5 separate regions of the Mus musculus genome follow, and regions 1, 2, 3 and 5 are each linked to region 4. The links are chromatin contacts, called in public promoter capture Hi-C maps. All regions are on one chromosome and are shown on one strand. The core of a region is the stretch at or near the end of the contact, and the rest is flanking DNA. Distances in the headings are between cores, read along the strand shown.

What was found. Promoter capture Hi-C pulls out the DNA fragments that hold promoters and counts their contacts.
Region 1: a contact with region 4 is called in a promoter capture Hi-C map of pre-B cells, with 4 times the contacts expected there. The contact joins the promoter of Lrrc28 here to the promoter of Lrrk1 in region 4. A contact is called at or near these places in 11 of 39 promoter capture datasets (the 3T3-L1 cell line, 3T3-L1-derived adipocytes, the C10 cell line and 6 more), 2 of 484 Hi-C or Micro-C datasets (bone marrow-derived macrophages and pre-B cells), 6 of 115 datasets of contacts at active chromatin or transcription factors (acute myeloid leukemia, astrocytes, bone marrow-derived dendritic cells and 3 more) and 2 of 9 other capture datasets (adipose tissue and liver).
Region 2: a contact with region 4 is called in a promoter capture Hi-C map of pre-B cells, with 2.4 times the contacts expected there. The contact joins the promoter of Mcee here to the promoter of Lrrk1 in region 4.
Region 3: a promoter capture Hi-C map of liver shows a contact between it and region 4, with 2.8 times the contacts expected there. The contact joins the promoter of Synm here to the promoter of Lrrk1 in region 4. A contact is called at or near these places in 2 of 39 promoter capture datasets (both in liver).
Region 5: a contact with region 4 is called in a promoter capture Hi-C map of liver, with 2.5 times the contacts expected there. The contact joins the promoter of Nsmce3 here to the promoter of Lrrk1 in region 4. A contact is called at or near these places in 3 of 39 promoter capture datasets (the C10 cell line, liver and pre-B cells) and 1 of 115 datasets of contacts at active chromatin or transcription factors (pancreatic cancer cells).

Annotation. Positions count from the first base shown.
Region 1 is chr7:67,643,951-67,647,472 of GRCm38.p6, forward strand. Lrrc28 (leucine rich repeat containing 28) reads right to left here and starts at 1,286. Exons shown (of 10, transcript NM_175124.5): 1 at 1,228-1,286. Ttc23 (tetratricopeptide repeat domain 23) reads left to right here and starts at 3,460. Exons shown (of 11, transcript NM_001168475.1): 1 at 3,460-3,522.
Region 2 is chr7:64,390,495-64,394,610 of GRCm38.p6, forward strand. Mcee (methylmalonyl CoA epimerase) reads left to right here and starts at 2,128. Exons shown (of 3, transcript NM_028626.2): 1 at 2,128-2,349. The coding sequence starts at 2,304. Mphosph10 (M-phase phosphoprotein 10 (U3 small nucleolar ribonucleoprotein)) reads right to left here and starts at 1,742. Exons shown (of 11, transcript NM_026483.2): 1 at 1,612-1,742. The coding sequence starts at 1,700.
Region 3 is chr7:67,757,753-67,761,656 of GRCm38.p6, forward strand. Synm (synemin, intermediate filament protein) reads right to left here and starts at 1,990. Exons shown (of 5, transcript NM_207663.3): 1 at 1,067-1,990. The coding sequence starts at 1,876.
Region 4 is chr7:66,385,884-66,389,689 of GRCm38.p6, forward strand. Lrrk1 (leucine-rich repeat kinase 1) reads right to left here and starts at 2,458. Exons shown (of 34, transcript NM_146191.3): 1 at 2,337-2,458.
Region 5 is chr7:64,871,191-64,874,801 of GRCm38.p6, forward strand. Nsmce3 (NSE3 homolog, SMC5-SMC6 complex component) reads right to left here and starts at 1,850. Exons shown (of 1, transcript NM_023239.5): 1 at 492-1,850. The coding sequence starts at 1,728. The coding sequence ends at 889. All of the region lies in intron 2 of Fam189a1 (family with sequence similarity 189, member A1), which reads right to left.

The sequences.
Region 1 (3,522 bases), core at 36-2,535, 1.3 Mb after region 4:
GGACAATTTAGATGAGAGTCTGTAAAACCCTAAATCCAGAGGAATGTTAGTTTCTTCATTTCTGCATGCCTGCATAATACAGTTTCTAAAATACTTTTAGCTTTCAAACAGCTAATAAGTGGATGAAATCAGAGTAACTGTTCCAAGGTTGATTTTTTTTAATCTACCCATTGAGATCACTCACAGACAATTTAAACTCGCTGTCATAAATATCTTATTCTTCACAGCCAAGCAGCACAGCAGACATTAATCCACTTTACAGATGAGGTACTTTGCTACAACCGAAATGCAGGTGGTCCTAACTCCAAAGTCTGGGCACCACCTTTCCTATAACGCAGCCTTTTACAATTATAAAATGTAGCCATTGTGTCATTCTTATAAAACAGCCAAAGATTACACACAAGAAAGTTTCCCTTTTGCAAACTAAAAAACCATATTCAAAATCTTCACTCCCTGTAGCCAGATGGCTCTCTCTGAATGTTCCACCTGGCACCGGTTACTTCAAAAGCATCATTAGGCTCTGCTGAAATGCATCTTCGTACAAACTCGGAAATTACGTGTATGCAAATGAAATCCAAAAGCTTCCAAAGATGAACGTACTCTTGGCTTCCCAATATGCACTCACTGGCAATACAGCCTTTTTAAGTTCTCCTGGCCCTTTCAAAACGTCACCCCCTGCCCACGGTTACTGTAAATAATGTAACGGGTATTGACTAGATACATTTGCTCCTTCAGTTTTCTGAAAGTCCAACACCAGTCTTCTCAGGAGAAACACAATAATCTCTCAAGTATATCCCCATTTTAAGTACAGGTATTTTAAAGAGTAGCCCATAACTGACTTCCCAGTACTTAATTTGACGGAATACACAAGCCGGCTCTCTAACACTGGAGATCAGAGACAAACTGCATACTACAAACATCTGTAAAAGGCTGTTTTCTCCAGGAGAAAAACTACCAGACGTCTTGGTTTTGCCCGAGTTAGTTCGAGTCTAAAGGTCGTAAGAATTCGGAAGCAGGGAGCCCAGGGGCAGGGACTCAGATGATGATACCGGGATACTCTGGTACCAGGGGCCATGGAGGACACGGCAGCGGTGGGGATCCAAGGCCGGACAACCCACTGTTCCTCTCCCAGAGGCCCAGGCGCTTCTGTGGCGACGGGGATGAAGCGTCCCCACGGGGAGTCGAGCCAGCGGCTTCGACCTGTGAGCCTGGAGACCGGACACTCACCTCGGCGCCCGCTGACCGGCACTCAGCGGCTCAGGCTGCGCTGGTAGGCAGTCTAAAAACACAGGGAGGGCGGGGCTACGGGGCGGAGCCTGCGGAGAGGCGGGCCTGGCTAACTGGAGTAGGGTTCGGGGAAGAAGGGGGCCAGGGCAACGAAACCTCGCGATAGTTCGCCTCAGTTCTCGCTGTCCTACAATAGGCGGGATGAGAGAGTCATTTTCAGAACCAGACGCTTATTGGCTGAGAGCGCGACTTCCTCTAGCGTCCTGGCTTCCGGCTCCGGCTTGGAGCTGGGTGTTCAGAAAGTGGGTGTACTGCGTTAGCGTTTAGGTGGGTTGTTTAGATGGCGCCAGCCTCAGCGTCTCCAGTCAGTTCTTTTAGTCACACATTCATTCCGCTGCCAACAGTCAAACTCGACGTCGAGCGATTAAATCCCTGGCATCGCCCTGTGTAGCCTTGCATCTGTTCGATCAGCCATTCCGGCTACTGTTCCACCGCCAGTCTGACTTAAACAGAAGCCGTCGGGCTTAGGTAACGCAAGTCAATGGAGTCAACAAGCAGAACTTAAGCACCGGATTTAATGTCTCCGAACGCTCACTGATCGCTGCCGAAGGTGGTGTCTACCTTTAGACAAGCGTGGCGCAGGCATGGTGCTGCACGCCTGAATCCCAGTGATCTGAAAGTGGAGACAGGAGTAAAGGCCAGCCTCAGCTACGTGAAGGCACTGCCTCGTAAATAAAAATTTAAAAAGAAACAGGCCCTAGTGTGAGAAATAACTGAGGACAATCACAATTTGGTGAAATAACCTGGCAGTTCCTGTATGGCTAAGTAGACGGTCGATGAATACCTTAAGACTAAAAACCCGATTGTTCTGATGCAGCAAGCCTCTGCTACTCTAAGGCTGAGGCTGTAGGTGAAACCAATCACAAGTATTTCAAAAAGAAAGGGTGCAGGTGCGTAGCTCAGTAGAGGCACTCAGGTCAAGCCCCAGTACCAGGGAAGAAAAGTGAACATTTTTTTAAATGCAGTGCACAGAGATGCAACAACTTTCGATCTTTAAAATTTCCTCTAAGACTTAACTCTATTGTTTGACGAAACCCATTATGTACATGAGGTGTCTCAAATCCATCCCCCGCCCCCCATTAGGACTTACCCTTTGGGGGTTGGAGAGATGGCCCAGGGGTTAAGAGCACTGACTCCTCTTTCAGAGGTCCTCAGTTCAATTTCCAGCAACCACATGGTGTCTCGCAACCATCTAATTAATCTGATGGACTCGGATGCCTTCTTCTGGGTTGTCTGAAGAGAGAGACAGTGTATGCACATACATAAAATAAATACATCTTTTTAAAAACAAACAGAAAACCTTATTCTTTGTCCTTTAAAAAAAATTGATGAGCTTTTGATCAGTCCTGGCTCGACAAAACAAAAACAAAAGGATGTTTGTTAATTTGCATAGGGGCTTCTTGTTAGGCATCCTTATTTTAACTATCCAGCCATCTATCTAATTATCTGTAAGTAAAAATAATATGACACTACAGGTAACTAAAGAATGCTGAGCTCAGGAGAAATAGTATTCCCCCAGGAAAAGCACATCAACTGATTAACCAATACCAAATGGCCAGCCCTGAAAACTCTCTCTCTCTCAACTAACAACAACAATTAAAGAAAAAAGAGGCCATGAATATGAAAGAGAGCAAAGGAGGGCTACATGGGAGGCTTGGTCAGAAGGGAAGAAAAGGGAAGCGATGTAATTATGATTTCAATATACATGTATATATAATACTAATAATTGGAGTTCACAAGAAAAGGAATAATAGAAAACATTTCTGGAGTCAGCTTCTTAGTTTTTGTCTTAATTTTGCACATTGAGGTCCAAATTTTGCTCATGAAAAGTGAATCATGTTAAAATAGCTTTTACTCCCTCTCCAAATTGATGTTAAAATTCCTATATTGATAGTATGACCACTGTTAGAAATTTAGTTGTTTTGCGGAAGATCAATTTACATATTTAAAAAATAAGACTCTAAATGGATTTTTTAAAATATTTATTTATTTATTTATTTATTTATTTATTTATTTTACAATCTCTGGCAACTTTTAACTTCAACAAGTCAGCGATACCACTTTAAGAAAATTCCAAGGAAAAGGCTGCCCCTGATCTAAAATTCCCACCTCTGGCTTCCAGGGATTGGATTACAAAGTTTGACAAACTTCTCTTCTCCACTCCCTATTGGTGAAGAAGCTATCATTCTTTCTTTGGCCTGGAGTTTTGTTAAGTACCGGGTTGCTTTATGGAAA
Region 2 (4,116 bases), core at 878-3,377, 2.0 Mb before region 4:
GAGACCTACAGGTAAAATAGAGTATCCTGTACAGATGTGGAAACACATAACTCTGGTTTTCAGACAATGTGAAGAACAGAAAGACCAAGACAGCTGTAGTGTGACTGAGGAGGCAGAGTGTACGGCTGAGGTTATAGAAGCTGGGGGGGGGGGGGTGGCAAGACAGAAACCACGCAGAGTTCTAAGACAGGAACACTTTAAGCGTAATGAGAACAGAGTTGCAGGCTGAAGTTTGAAATGATAATTTACAATGTGGAAACAAAAAGCACGATAGAGTTGAGTTGTTAGAAAGCTGATGAAGCATCGCAAAGGATTTTTATGTTGGAGACGCAGTCAGTATGACAACTAGGAATCAGTGTCTAAATATAGCGTAGGCAGGATGCTAAAGGGGATAGAGAAAATAGGACAGAGAAAAATGAAAGCATCAAGGAAGCAGACTAGCTGAATCTAAATAAATGAAATGATAGAACTGCCTTTTCGTGGGGCCGTAAACGTAATGGAAACAGGGAAATGACTTCAGGGGAGAGAAGAGTACAGGAGGGGGTAAGGAGCTCTATTTTGGACACAATGAGTCTGTGATACTGTTGCTAAGATTTTCATTATAAGTCAGAGTCATACGCAAACTTTATATGCCCCAGTACAGGGGAATGCCAGGGCCAAAAAATGGGGAATGGGTGGGTAGGGAAGTAGTGGGGAGGGTATGGGGGACTTTTGGGATAGCATTCTAAATGTAACTGAGGAAAATACGTAATAATAAAAAATATTTAAAAAATAATAAGTCAGAGTCATAATTTTACAGAACTTAATCAAAGTGCTGGGAAGAAAGAAGTCTCTCCTATTTTTTTTAAATTTATTTTTCTTTCCTACAAAGCATCCCAATTGCAGCCTCTTCTCCCTCCTCACCTCCTCCAGATCCACAGTACTCCTCCGTTTCTCTTCAGAAAAAGTAGGCTTCCAGAGATATCAACCAAACACAACCCCTCATTTCAAGGCAATCCGGCAGGGGTACAAGAGCTCCAAGAGCCTACTGCCACTGCTACAAGTTCCACAAAAATCCCAAGCTTAACAATCACAATATATATGCAGAGGACCCAGCGCTAACCAGCGCAGGCTCCTTGATAGCCAGTAAAGTCTCTGTGGGCCCCTCCCTGAGCCCTGGTTAGTGGATTCTGTGGGCCATGTTCTTGTGGTGTCCTGGGACCCCTATGGCTCCTACAGTCACCCCTCCTCCCTCTTCTGCGGGCTTCTCCGAGCTTCGTCTACTGTCTGGCTGTGGGTCTCCACCACAAGTCATGAAAATGCATTGACAAGCAACAAGTACGTACTTTCAGTGTGTATTTTGGGGACAAATTCAGAAAGCATATTCCGCCCTCAATGAGCCTCTCTGGACGCGAATAACTGGGCTTAGTGCAATAGCCCACAACTAGGAAATCTGCACCGAGCCGCTTTTACTTTTAGCATTTTGACAGGCCAACGGAGCAAAAACTGTCTGAAGTTGGGGCTAAGCGACCTGTACTTTCCCTTCCTGGCTTTCAGAAGTTGCCATATGCTGGCCCGCCCAGCACCGGTGAGATGCGCGCTGCTCTCTCCCAGACCTGGATCTGTACTTACGTGAGGAAACACTCCGGTCGGTTGGTGGCTTTCCTGATTTCCCTCAGACACCGTTCCAGAGTCTGTCGACGAAACACGCGAGGCGCCATAGCTACACACTACGGCACCACGCGAGTGCTGCGAGCCGGCCGGCCGGCCGGAAGCAGTACGCCAAACACACGCCTTATGCAACCTGAAGCTCAGAGCCTAAAGTTCCGCCACACACAGGTTCCGGCCTATAGCCGCAAACACTTCTATTGGGCATGCGTAGGGGTGGGGCAGACCACCGAAAAGAGCCATTGGTCATCTCAAGCGCCTTGGCACTTTCTCCAAATGTTTTGTATTTCTAAGACCACAGTGGTGTCGCGTGATTGCTTTCTGCTTTTGCATTCGATACAATAAGTATTTTAATGTAACGAAAAAGAAGGTCGCTTCACGCCGCACCCGCCACTCCCCCGCTCGTCCCGCCGTCAGTCAAGCTCCGCGTCTCGTGACCCCGCCCCAGGTCTCACGCCCCGCCCCTTGCTCGCCCAGCTCTCTTCAGCGGTCTAGCTCCCTGAAGGGTATTGGGCACCCCGGACTCGCGCCCCGTCCCTGCCCCGTTTCCACGCCCACTTCAGCTTTGACACGCCCCGGGCCTCAGTCCCCGCCCCCTGCCCACTCTCCCAGTTGTCTCTGCCCTAGGTCGCTGTGCAAGCCTGTAGCTTCTGGACATGAGGCGTGTAGTGAAGGCCGCCGCGTTGGCTGCGGGCGCTACAGGTGAATACGGGGCACCATCAGGGGCTCCGGGTGCGGGGCACGCTGGACGGGAGGCCGCGGGTGGCCAAGGCCTGGGTCTGAAGTGTTGGGCTCCCGGAGCTGCACTCTCTTAGCACGGGAGTTCCTTATTGTCCTCTGTGCACAGGGGTTGCCCTTGGCAAACGTGGACCAAACAGGTAATCTGCCTAGGAACACAGCAAGTCAGGACTTGCAGTAAATCTAGAGGGGACTTGAGTTATTTATTATATGTGTGCTCTAAGAGATAGGAGAAAAGAGCAAAGTGGCGAGTCCTGAAAGTGACTCCAAGCCTGTTTTACACACGTACCACACTAAATGTTTTCATCTGACATGAGCAGGAAAGGAACAAGCGGAAGGATTTGTAAGTTCCTTGAATTCTTTCGACCTCCATCTCTTTTATCGATAAGCAGAATCTTGGTGACAGATGCCCAACTTTCCCGCCTGTCTCACTTTCTCTTCCATTTTCTTCTTTCTTCATGATGGCAGTTACTACCCTCAGTCTGAGATTGTCTACCTGGAAGAAAATATACGGCAGTATGGTTCCAGAGTTACTCTGCTACAATTGTGACAAATCCATTAGCTAGCATGCTTAAAGGGTGTTAGGCGAATGAACTGGAAGGCCTGGAGAGTTCTGTCTGCTCACCTGTGGAAACTAGTCATCTTTCCAAGTCTGCTCTTAGGTTGAATTTGGTTTTTGTGGAACCCTCTAGCCTTTCCAGTCAATCACAAAATTCCTCGTCTGCATTAACAAACAAGTCTCCAAGGCAAAGTCATGGGCCACAAACACCCCACCCCCCCACCCCCCCACCCCCGCGCAAAAAAAATAAATAAATAAAGCTGGGCATGGTGGCGCACACCTTTAATCACAGAGGCAGTGGTAGGTGGATTTCTGAGTTCGAGGCCAGCCTGGTCTACAAAGTGAGTTCCAGGACAGCCAGGGCTATACAGAGAAACCCTGTCCAAAAACAAAAACAAAAACACCTTAGTACTGTGTGTATGTATATTGTAGCAAAAGCCAGAGCACAAAAGTGAAAATGATTTTCTGATTAACAGTTAATGCTGGAGTTTTGCTAATACTCCCTGTTGTATATATGCCGGGTCAAATATAAGCCACCTTCTTAGCTCACTCATCATACGTTGGGTTTTTTGTTTGTTTGTTTGTTTGTTTTTTTGTAAATATCTACTAAAGCAGAATCACTCCTCTCTTAGCAAGCTCTCTCTCAGAAATTAGGCATTACTCGTCAGACATACTAATGATACTAAAGACTGAGAATCTGGGCTGAGACTGTAGCTGAGATGCTGCAGTGCTTTCCTAGTGCACAAAGCCTGGGTTCAGCCTTCGTTCCCACATAAACCAGTGTGGCGGTGCATACCTGTAATCTCAGCACTTGGGAAATATGCATGGCTCCATCCTCCGGTAAACACCGAGCTTGAGGGCAACCCAAGATTCATGAAACTGCATCAAACTAAAATATGATTGTATTTTTCAATTGAGGGAAAAAGGGGTTTGCAAAGGACTCTGGGTATAATTTCATGAGAAGTACTTGTCAAGTTATATAAGGGCATAGGTTTGATTCCCAGCATGGAAGGAAAAGGAGTGAGTAGAACACATTAGTTTCTCGACATCAACTCTGATGTCTGACAAATCTGGACTCAAGCCTTTGCCATTTAAAGTGATGTTGCAAAGAACCTAATCTTGATAGGCCTAATTCCAGATTTCTAAAAATGGAGGCCATAATATCAACCTAC
Region 3 (3,904 bases), core at 740-3,239, 1.4 Mb after region 4:
GCAAACTCTTCTCTTCAAATATTTCTTGAAGTTGTGCTCATCTTACTCCAGACCAACTTCCTGAGAGCCCCTCATCGTGTGATTTGGGAGTAATTCCAATTCTGGCTGGGAGTGAGCTAGGTTGGGAGCCAAACACTAGGGCCAAACTGAGCGTCCAGAGAATAAATCAGCCACAGGTATCCGCACACATCGTCAGAGGGTTAGAGCTCAGCTGCTCTGACATAAGAACCGTTTATATTAGTCTGTAGTTGTAATAACATCTCACCACAGGGTCCTGCTTTCTCCTGGTTTTTACACAACCCAGAGATCTGCCCTCAGCTCGTACTGTGAGCAAAACAACTCTGACCCTTTTTCTGTATGACAGTTACTTAGTCCTCTCGCGGGAAGAAACAAAAACCAGAAAAATAAGACATCTGCTCGAGGAGCTACAAGCAGCTGTCTCCAGCTGGGAAATCATTCTGGCAAACAAAAACAAAACAAAACAAAACAAAACAAAAAGGTGCTTGGAGCCCTCTTTAAGCATGGTGAGCCTCCTGGGGAGGACTTGGCAGTGCCTTGCAACCTCTCAATGTGTTGCCTATCCAGGTCTGAAGTCTGGGCTGAGTTTTGGATTTCAGGCTACAAGCTCTACAAAAGCGCAGGAAAAAGAAAAAGAAAAGAAGAGAGGAGAGGAGAGGAGAGGAGAGGAGAGGAGAGGAGAGGAGAGGAGAGGAGAGGAGAGAACAAAAACAGAACTAACAGGATCGTTGATCAGGATGTGCCTAGACACGTCTGGATCTAAAGGTAATCCAACTAACAGGATGATGGGCACTAGGCTAGCCACCGGGACCTGTCACATGGCGTCAGTCCTCCGATTTAAGGATCATTGCACCAACCCCTTATTCTTAGACTAGCTATATGCCAGAATCCCGTCGCTTCATAAATAGCAAAGCTGCTGGCAGCGTACGCTTCCCTGGGTGGGGCTGAACCAGCTGGGTGTCCCGGGAACCCCTGCTGCTCGCCTACTGGGTGCACAGGGGTGCGTGTACAGGCTATTAGGGAAGGGGCGCGGTCCCTGCCCACGGACCTGCCGCTCCTCCGCCTGCATCCCGTACTCCTCGCGCATCCGCAGCAGCTCATCCTCCAGCCTCGCGCGCAGCTGCTCCAACTCCAGCGCCTGGTTCCGCAGCGCGTCTGCCTCCTGCGCGCACAGCCGCGCCTCGTCCTCCGCCTGGAGCCGGCTCTCTTGGCCGCGGCGCAGCGCCTGCTCCAGCTCGCGCACCTCGTCCTCGTACAGCTGCACGCTCTCCCTCCACGACTCGGCCACCAGCAGGGCGTAGCTGTCGTGCACGTCCCGCAGGCGCGGCGGGGGCGCGGCGGGGCTGGTGGCGCGGGCTCGGAAGTGCATGGTGAGGCTGGCAGCGCGGGCTCGTAGATCTCGCACTTGGCGTTCGTGGGCAGCGTCCAAGTCGCGGCGCTCAGTTTCCAGCCGGCCCAGCAGCGCCTCGAGGGCGGCGCGCGCGCCCAGAGCCTCCTCTAGCTCCCGCCGTTGCGCTCCCAGCTCGGCATCCAGGCGGCTGCGGGCAGTGCCGGCTTCCACACCCTCCCGCTGCAGCTCCAGCAGTTCCCTCCGCAGCGCGTCGCGCTCGCCCTCGGCCAGGGCTGTGGACCAGTTCAGTTCATCTAGCTGCTGTCGTAGGCTGCGCGCCTCCTCGGCGTAGAGTGCCTGATCCTCAGCCCAGCGGTCCTCCCGGCTCAGCCGGCTGCGCAACTCCTCCTCCAGTAGCAGGTTCTCGCGCTCCAGCTCTCGCACCCGGCACACGTAGTCGTAAAGCCGGGCGTTGAGCTCCTGCAGCTCCGCCTTTTCAGAGCCCGTCTGCAGCCGCCAGGACAGCATCTTGCTGGGTGTGCCGGACCCTTTCGATTAGCCGCTTGCCTCCTGCCCTGATCTTGTCCCCTCCGCCCCGCCGCGCCGCGCCCGCCGCGCCGCTGCCTCGGAGGCCCTTGGACTGGCGCACCGACTGGCGAGCTTCCCCACTTAGTGGCCCGGTCGCGCGGCTGTGGACTTGGGCCATCGCCTCCAGCCAATCAGGACGCGGCCCGCGCGGCCACTGCGGCCGGACAGCGCCCCCTGCCGGACAGATCGGGCCATGGCGAGGCTGCCCAGCACTGGCCCCCCTGGTGGCCCAGGGTAATCCCACGTGGGTTGTCGGATTACTGCGTGCTGGCTATCTGGGACACCTTATGAGGCTCCCCGTTGCTACTCCTAGGGCGCAACTAAGGCACCCCTGAGTCCCAGCTTTCTTTAATGAAAAATAGTTGCCATTAAATGAGAGATCCTTTTCGTAGAGGAAGCTTCTAATTGGTTGCTCTGGAGATGAGGGGCAGGAGGTGTATTCTTTAAACTAGAGTTATAGTTCAACAATAAAGAGCTTGCCAGATAAAGAATATGCCAGGCCTGGATATCAATATCCACCACCACAAAACAACTTTGCGCATGTATATTGCACATCCGTATATACACATATACCTGTTATGTTTTTTAAACTAAGACCATTTCAGTAATTTTGCTTTTATTTTTTATGTGTGTGAGTGTTTTGCCTGCATGTATTTGTACCACGACGGTGCACACAGACGCCAGAAGAGGGCGTCAAATCCCCGTGAAACTGGAGTTAAAGGCAGTTGTTAGCCAAAATGTGGGTACTGAGAATTGAAACCACATGCTCTGCTGCCAGTGCCCCTAACCACTGAGTCATGTCTTCAGCCCTACATATACATTTTTAACTTCTGGCATGAATGCATCTCCATTTGCCAATATTATATGTTTAGGTAAGATTTCCTTTCCACGCAGAGTGGGAAACGCTGTTACCTTCTTACTTGCACAAACCACCTTCATGGGACTTTATGCTTTGCAATATTAGCATCATTCTGGTGGAGAAAGAACCTAGAAAGACTTTGAAGTGCTCTGAGCACAGAACATTCTAGACACCTACCATCTCTCCAGACTTTTGCAACTGCCTTATACACACCCCCATTATGACAGCCTGGGAGGGGGGCCGCTGTCTCTTCTTTCAGCAGTGTGCCCTTAAAGCACTTAGTTTAATTGCCATAGAAACCACAGCTCTCTCAGTTTGTGCATACTTGCATCTCATTGCATTACACGACAGTTACAAAGGATGGTAGCCAGAGTCAGTAGCATTACAGAGCGCAGGAATAGGCACAGGTGGCCCTAAGTAGGGGGGTGGGGGGTATTCAGCACCAAGGCATTGGCCTGGGAGCCCTGGACTCTGTTCTTCCGTTCTCCCATCCACAGGGGCACATCAACACTTTGGTCCTTGGTGATCATCACTCAACCTTCTAGATTACTCATCCTGAGCGCCCTGGCCTTGACCACCCCACAACAGCCGACCCTCACAGGGCAGCTACAGAGTCACCTGGACTCAGCTGGAACCGTTAACTCTCATCATATTGAATGTCCAGACTTCCAGTTCTGTCTAGAGGTAGGGAGCCATCACACATCATTGGCCCCAATTAAGAGGTTGCTTTGCTCTGACTCCTTGGGTTTTTCTTGCTTCCCCCCACCCCCACCCCGAGTGTTGAATTGTAAAACTCAAAACTTCTCCTCACTTCTGCTGTAAACCCATCTCTCAGGAGATGACTGCTCTGGGGGCATAGCTTAGCAGAAGAAAGACAAAGTCAAAAACTTGTGCTACTGCTTACTATTGCAAAACAATATCCCACTGATCAGACTTAATCCTCAGAACTGAGATTCGGAGACATGGGCTAGTGTCCTTAAATATATGACTGTGAAGTGTGGGAAGAAGTGAGCATATTAGAGGTGACCAGGGGAGCCAACCTGAGCAGGCAAAGGCTGCACATTCAAAAAGAAGAGCCTAACCAAGTGGGAGGGAGGAGAGGGCTATTT
Region 4 (3,806 bases), core at 1,208-3,707:
CTCCTCCCCTCAAGGCTCAGGGATCTATGGGTAAGATTAGGTAGAAAGATTGTAAGACAGAGCAGGGCTGATGCCCGTATGAACTCATAGAGACTGTGGAAGCAAGCACCGGGCCTGAACAGGTGCAAACCAGACAAAAATCCCAGCACCAAGAAAGGGAAGTGGCACAAAGTCCCACCTCTCAACCAAGAAGCTATGTGCAACTGTGATACCAGCTGGGATGAGGAGAATCAGCCTCACACACACATACGAATGCCTCCAGGGTAGGCCCTATGCCTAGTACGCGCGCGCGCGCGCGCTCACACACACACACACACACACACACACACACACACACACACAGAGAGAGAGAGAGAGAGACAGAGAGAGAGAGAGACAGAGACAGAGAGACAGAGAGACAGAGACAGAGACAGAGAGACAGAGACAGAGAAGAGAGAGAGAGAGATCCATGATTTTTGTGTGCCTTTTTTGTTTGTCTGGTTTGCCTTAGTATTCTTTGTTTTGTTTTTGACAGAATGAACATCAAGTTGGATGCATAAAGAGAAGTATCTGGGAGGAGTTGGGGCTAGGGAAAAGCATATGAAAAAATATATTGTATACGTAATTTTAAAAAGAAACATTAAAATAAAGAATGAATATATACGATATATCCAGAGCGGAGGGAGGGGCACATGGCAATTTGGACTGTGTAGGAGTTCGTATGTGCATCAGCCCTGTTGTGTCTCAAAAACAGAAGAAGGGAATGGACTGGGCCCACTTGGGGATGGAGCCAACAAGACTACTCTGGGATGATTTCTAGGGTTCTTCTTATTTTTAATATCTCTCTCTCTCTCTCTCCCTCTCTCTCTCTCTCTCTGTTTGTATGTTTGTGTGTGTGTGTGAGTGTGGCGTCCGTATGTGTGTGTTGAGATCATCAGATGACCTGCTGTTGGTCTTTGCTTTGCACCATGTTTGAGACAAGGCTTCTTCTTCATGTTGCCCACACAAAGCTAGCTGACCAGTGAGCTTCCAGGGAATCTCCCATCTTGAAGTGGGGGCATCTGGGATTGCACCTTTGTCTCATCTGGCTTTAAGCGGATTCTGAATCTGAATTCAGATCCTCACACGTGATCAGCAAGTGCTTTGTATACTGAGCCATCTCCTTAGCTGGTTTATTTAGTTAGTTATAATAATTATATCCAAACTATTAAGGAGACTGTTGTAGGTGTGGGGGAAGGAAACGTTTGGCTGACTAGAAAAGCCCCTCTAAGGACAAATTAGGTGTTGGTATGCTATATTCTTCTGGAACATGAGCAAGGACAATGAAAACCAAATCACAGAAAGAATTCAATGCTAAAGTTTTTCAAAGTGTACAAATCGTAGGTCCTTTGATGCTGCTATGTGAGTGTGAGTGACCAACTCATCAAAAATAGGTTATTTGGTGAGAATTTGCTAAGAGAATTTGCCTTTAAGACCCTATCTATCCTGCTCCGGTTTTTGCAGGGATGAGCATCATGTAAGAGAAAAACGTAATGGCCTCAAACTATTAAAAGCCAGACTGAACTGGCTGTCAGCATCCCTAGAGTCTCTCCATTGCTGTCTTTCTTACTGCCCCTCCAGGAATTCTTGTTCTCATCCATTAAGGACTGCCACTGGCTCCAAGCAACAGAGCCCATAGGCAAAGTGATGGGACCACAGGGTGAGAAACATGCCCCACGCGTGGAGCAGGGGAAGACCTCCAGACCATCCAGCACCACCCGGCTGTCCCGCACGCGCGGGAAGAGCCTCGCTGGGCCTTTGCCTCCAGCCACTCGCGCCCACGAACTCCCACGCTTAGACCCCACCCCCACTCCCAAGTTAAAAGTCAGGCTTTTTTTTTTTTTTTTTTTTTTCCAAACGCAAAAGAACTTTGTAGTCTCCCTAGTGTTTCCTACTTTTGTTTCTGAACTCGGCTCCCCGCCCCCGCCCCGCTCCGATCCCAGGCTGGTTTTCGGCTGCCCCAGCTCCCGGGTTCTAGCTCTGCACTCGCTTTAACCCTTCAAGGGGCGAGGGTCGCTGCGCAGCCCAGAGAGGCAGCGAAGAGACCCCGGGCAGCCCGAGTTCCAGACGCCCACCGGAGCTGTGACCTGCGGGTCCCGGACACAGGCCGGGGTCCGGAGCACGCGGTCGCCCGGGGTACGGGGTGCTGAGCTGGGGAGAGGAGCTGTGGGGCGAGGCGAGACGCAGGGCACAAGCAGGCGACGGCGGCTGCACGCGGGGACCCGGGCGCGGGACGGGGTGGTGCGGGCAAAGCTTGGATCTAAGGTGCGGGCTTCGCTCGGGTCCTCGGACAGGGCGCGGGTCGGAGCAGCACTTACCTGCGGCGGCAGGGTCTGGAAGCCGCGGATCGGCGACATCAGAGGGCCGGGGCCTGCCGGTCCTACCGTACTCTGCCCTGCAATGCTCTGGCCGCCGGGGGCCAGACGCACTTCCTCAATCCTGCGGCCGCCTGGCGGGCGGAGAGGGCGGGTGGCGCGGAAGCAGGGCTGTGCCAGAGGGTCGGCCGCCCCGACCTCCCCTGGATGGCCTGCCTCGGTTTCCCTAGCTGCAAGATGTCGGTGACCAAGCTCACTGCTCTTGTGCCTCGGTAGACGCTTGGGTCTTGAAACTTTGTGGACTCCTCTCCAAATTTGAATGCTTTGCTGCCTTCCCTGCGGACAGGCACAGTGACAAGGTTGTGCCTTTCCTACCCTGCTCGAGTAACAGATTAATTTTTATCCTGTTTGCTGGCCATATACTGTGACTGTAAATATTAAGAGAGCGAGAATATTAATGTGTGTGCAGGTCTTTATGGAGCGGTGCAGAAACTACATTTTAAAAGTTGATGTTTTGTAAACTGCGCTTTTTCACCACACGAGTTCGCTAACTTAAATTATGGACGTTTGCAAAGATATTACTAGCTGATGAATATTTTTCGATTTTCGAACTCCGGAGTAGCTGGGATTACAGGAGCATGCCACCCTGACTGGCTGCTTGTGGCGATGAGGTGGAATGTTGTCAGTTGATTCCACTGAAGTTAATAACCAAACGCGGCTATACACTCAGCAGGCAAGCTTCGGATTCCGCTCGTTTTCCCCGAGAAAAGATAATCCTTGGTAGAAAATCAGTACTGGACCGAAGTGCTTCTTACTGGTAAGAATGAATATTCCTGAGACCAAGTGCAAAGAACATTGACAGACCGCCTCACTGGCAGCTCACAGAATTTGAGAAGCCGTGGGCCGCCTGAGATATTTTGGGAACACCTCAAGTGTTTGTTTAGAGTTGGAGTTTGTATCCCTAGTTGGCAAGGCCACAACCTCGCAGCTCTTCTACGTTCGCTCTTCTTTTCCTCCATCGAACACTGTTACAAAAATGTAGGTGGGGTTCTGCAATCCTGTCCTCACCACCGAGGTCCTCAGACCAATTAGCAAGGCCAGCAACATGACTGCTATGGAAAAGTCCCTAATAATTTGCAAGGCATGGCGTCAGCAGTTTGAATGAGCCTGGCTTGGTGGCGCCTTCAGGGCATACATACATCACTGCCACCTAGCGTTACTAAAAGGAAGTCCATGTCTAGAGCCAGGACCAACACACACTAAGAGGACTTGTGTTGCCTATGCTTAAGTGGCAAGAAATTTTCCACTTTAAACAATCTTAGAAATAGGTTAAGAAAAGTGCCCAATTTAAAACAAACAAACGAGCAAACAAAGGTCTGGAATATTCGACACATATATGAGCTTTTTTTGAGATGGCCATATCACAGTATTCAACTGTACCCAGTAGGTGTGTTTTAATCACAAGTTTGCAAA
Region 5 (3,611 bases), core at 600-3,099, 1.5 Mb before region 4:
GCTCAGCTTTATCTCGTTTCCTATTTATTCACCTTAAGGGCACACTTGATTCTACAGATACACAAGCTAAATTCTTCTGGTGGAACAGGATCTGCACTTGGGCAGTGTGGTTCCCAATCAGGCCTGGTTAATCGATACGACACGACACTGTTTTATAAACCGGAGACCTAACGATTTTTACAACTTGCTCTAATACACATTCACACACTTCTGCAACACCATTGACTTAGCTTATCATGGAAAAAAAAAAAAAGTCTGGAATCATGACATTTCCTTTTTAGCCGCAATTTCTAACAGGGAAACAATAATAATAATAATGGTGAACTGACTCAAAAGTATAGTATTTGTTATACTAGAAAAGAATCTTAAGTAGAACCCATAGGACAACAGAATTATGATTATGAATATAAAAATGCTAGAAAACACATCACATAGATTTCGTGGGACCACAAGTGCTCACACCCAACAGAATATGTATATTTAAAGCTGTGTTGACAAGAAGCTAAAACAATTTTATTTTCAATTTTAAAAAGACTTTTATTTTTCCCCAGGAACTAGTCATTAAGATAATAGCTACCCTGTTTCTTTATCGTCTAGAACATCAAAGCAATTTACCAAAGTGTTCCTTCTTGAATATGTTTGGCATCATACAATTTCATTTAGGTTTAGAAAGTTAGAAAACTCTTTATAAACAAAAAGACAATTAAATGAAAATTTAAAGCTCCAAACCATAATAATAATAATAAAAAAATCAAACAAAAAACCCTGCAACACATCCTAACGCTCCAAGGCCTTTATGCGTAGCAGAATCAAGCTTCCTCCGACCCCCATTCCCCCTGTTCTTTTATACTGGATCTCCAGAGTCCCTCAGACCATAACTCAAAGAGTTCAAGAGGATGTGGCTGGGGCACTAGCAGTTGCAGGTCTAGCCCTACTCTCCTCATCTGCCAAAGCCTCGCAGTATTGTGTGGGCCAGTCTTTGGGGTCCTGGTTATGGACTTTGGCCACAAACTTAAGAACTTTCATCTTGCTGGTTTCCAGGTTGGTTCGCGGGCCCCACTGTAATTCATAGTCCACAGGATCGGTGTGGGGTATCCTCCGGTACTCCAAGTAGCGCTGCCGCACAAAGTCTTCGGTAATGAGTTTCTTTGGGTCGCCAAAAATTAAGTGTTTCTTAGTGGGGTACACTCCGAGCCGTCGCAGGAAGTCCCAGACCTCAGTCTCGGTGATGGTGTTGCCTTTCATGAAGATAAGCCCCAGGACTATCATAAGCAGGCCCGAGATGGGGGTACCCTGATCGCCCCTCATCTCCGCATCCGCCTCCACCGGCTCCAGCATGTTGATGAGGATGTAGCTGTGGCTCTTGGGCTCCAGCTCCACCAGCTTGTACCCGAACACGTATTGCAGGCGCTCGGCGGCCAGCTTCAGAAGGTTGGGGTACACGTCCCGGTAGTCGCCCACCACGTGCTTCAGGATGTCCGTCCGCTTGATCGGGATCTTCTTCTGGTCCTTGATCAGCAGGAACTGCACCAGCTCGGCCACCTTCAGCTCCAGCTGCTTCTGAGTGCGCGGCCCCACGGTCGGGGCCGACAGGGAAGCGCGGGAGCCCTGGGAGGAGCCGCCCGCGGCGCGGGACGTGCTGGGTCCTTCCTCGCCAGCGCCTCCCCAGTCCCGCTCCGGGTCAGCCTGCGTGCTGGGCCGACCGCGGCCCCTCGGCTTCTGCAACATGTCCCCGGTCGGCGGAGAGCAGGCCGCGATCGGGAGCAGCAACCGCCAGAAGACTCCGCCGAGCGAGCGCGCCCCAGAGGCTGGGAGAGAAGCTGCGGCGCGCGCGTGACGTCACGTCGCCGGCGCGCTGCGTCCGGGAGGCGGAGCGATACGACTGGGAGCCAGCCTGCGGGGGCGGGGACTCTTCATAGCTACTGCGCATGCGGAGGGCCTCGGCGCTGGCAGCAGCTCCTCCTGGGCTTTATCCCCAGTTTTAATGAGAATTGAATGGTGTTTATGAGCTCATATAAATAGAAAACAAGAACCAAAACTTCTCGGCAAGTGTGCGGTTGAGTTCTAGGGCACACCTGTTTAGACACGTCTAATAGTTTTTGGTTAGTTTTTAAGCTACAAAGTTTGTCTATGGAACACAAAGGATAAATGTGTGCGGGTGGGAAAATAAAGGGAGAGGAGGAAAAGATCTGGAAAGTCAAGAAAAAAAAAAAAAGAGTTACCGGGCAGTGGTGGCGCACGCCTTTACTCCCAGCACTTGGGAGGCAGCGGCAGGCAGGTCTCTGGGTTCGAGGCCAGCCTGGTCTACAGAGTGAGTTCCGGTGCAGCTAGGGCTACACAGAAAAAACCTGTTTCGAACCCCCCCCCCCCCCCAAATAAAAAAAAGTGTTGACTTGTGCACCAAATGCGGGACATGACAGACTAGGGGACCCTGTCCCGGTATCTGTCCTTGGCAGAGTTCATTCCCACCTGGCCAGTTAATTTCTGTACAATCCCTTGAGTCTGTAAGGGAAGTTATTCTTAAAAGCAAGACTTCTGCAATTTTCAGGTTCACATTCTCTTCATTGAATTTCAGTTAGATGACCATGAGAAACCACGTAAGCACTGCCAATAACGTGACTTAGTTTGGTAATGTGGACTGACCTTTTGGAAGACATGTTTGGGAAAACTGCCGCGGACCCACATCCACAATTTTAGCAGAAACATGTTAGAGGAATGCTAACCCCAGAGGCACTTGCTCTCTCCAGAGATTACCATTTAATTTAGGTTACCAATGATTGGGAGTAGCAATAATGTGAATTTCTTAATTCTCTCTCTTAATATATAAGCTTTAAAATCTCAATAAGAAAGAGAAGAGCTATCATCCTTTATAATTTGTGGTGTGTGTGGCTTGTAGATGGTTTAAATTGTGCAACTCTAATAGACAAAATGAGTCATTTCATTAACTCAAACCATCAGCAGTCTGTTGCTATTACTGCTGTGGATCTCAGCAAATGGGTTTCTTCTCCATTTACTGACAACGGAACTGAGTTTTCCTCTCTCTTTTTTAAAGCTACCAAGAAAATAGGTAAACTATTCAGAGAACGAACTCAAATTGATTTCCTCCTTAATGCAAATATATTCAGAGGAAAGCAATTCAGATCACATTATTTGAATAATAACACCAAAACATGGCCTTATTAAAATTTCATTAAATGTAAGCAGCATAAAATTTTTGTTTATAATTCAATATGAAAATGCACTCTGATAATGGGACCTGCAATGCTAATATAAAATCCCACCCCATGTTGTGATTCAAGTGTTCTGAAATCTAGTGAGCTTTGAGCAGTAACTTTCTATTCCATACAGGGTCTACGAAGACATCATCAAAGGTTGGTCGCAATGGCAGAGGCTGCAACAGTTTGAATGTGTCCTTTAAAGCTTGCATGTTGGAAATGTAATCCCCCCACTGAAGAGGGCTTTGTCCTCATGAGTGAATGAATGCCATGTTCTCTGTAATGAGTTAAGATTAAATCAATTTTGCCATTGTACTCTCTAAACCTCTCACGACACAGTGATGCTCCACAGATGTGGTACCTGGCCCCTAGTCCTCCCACCCTTCAGAGTCACGA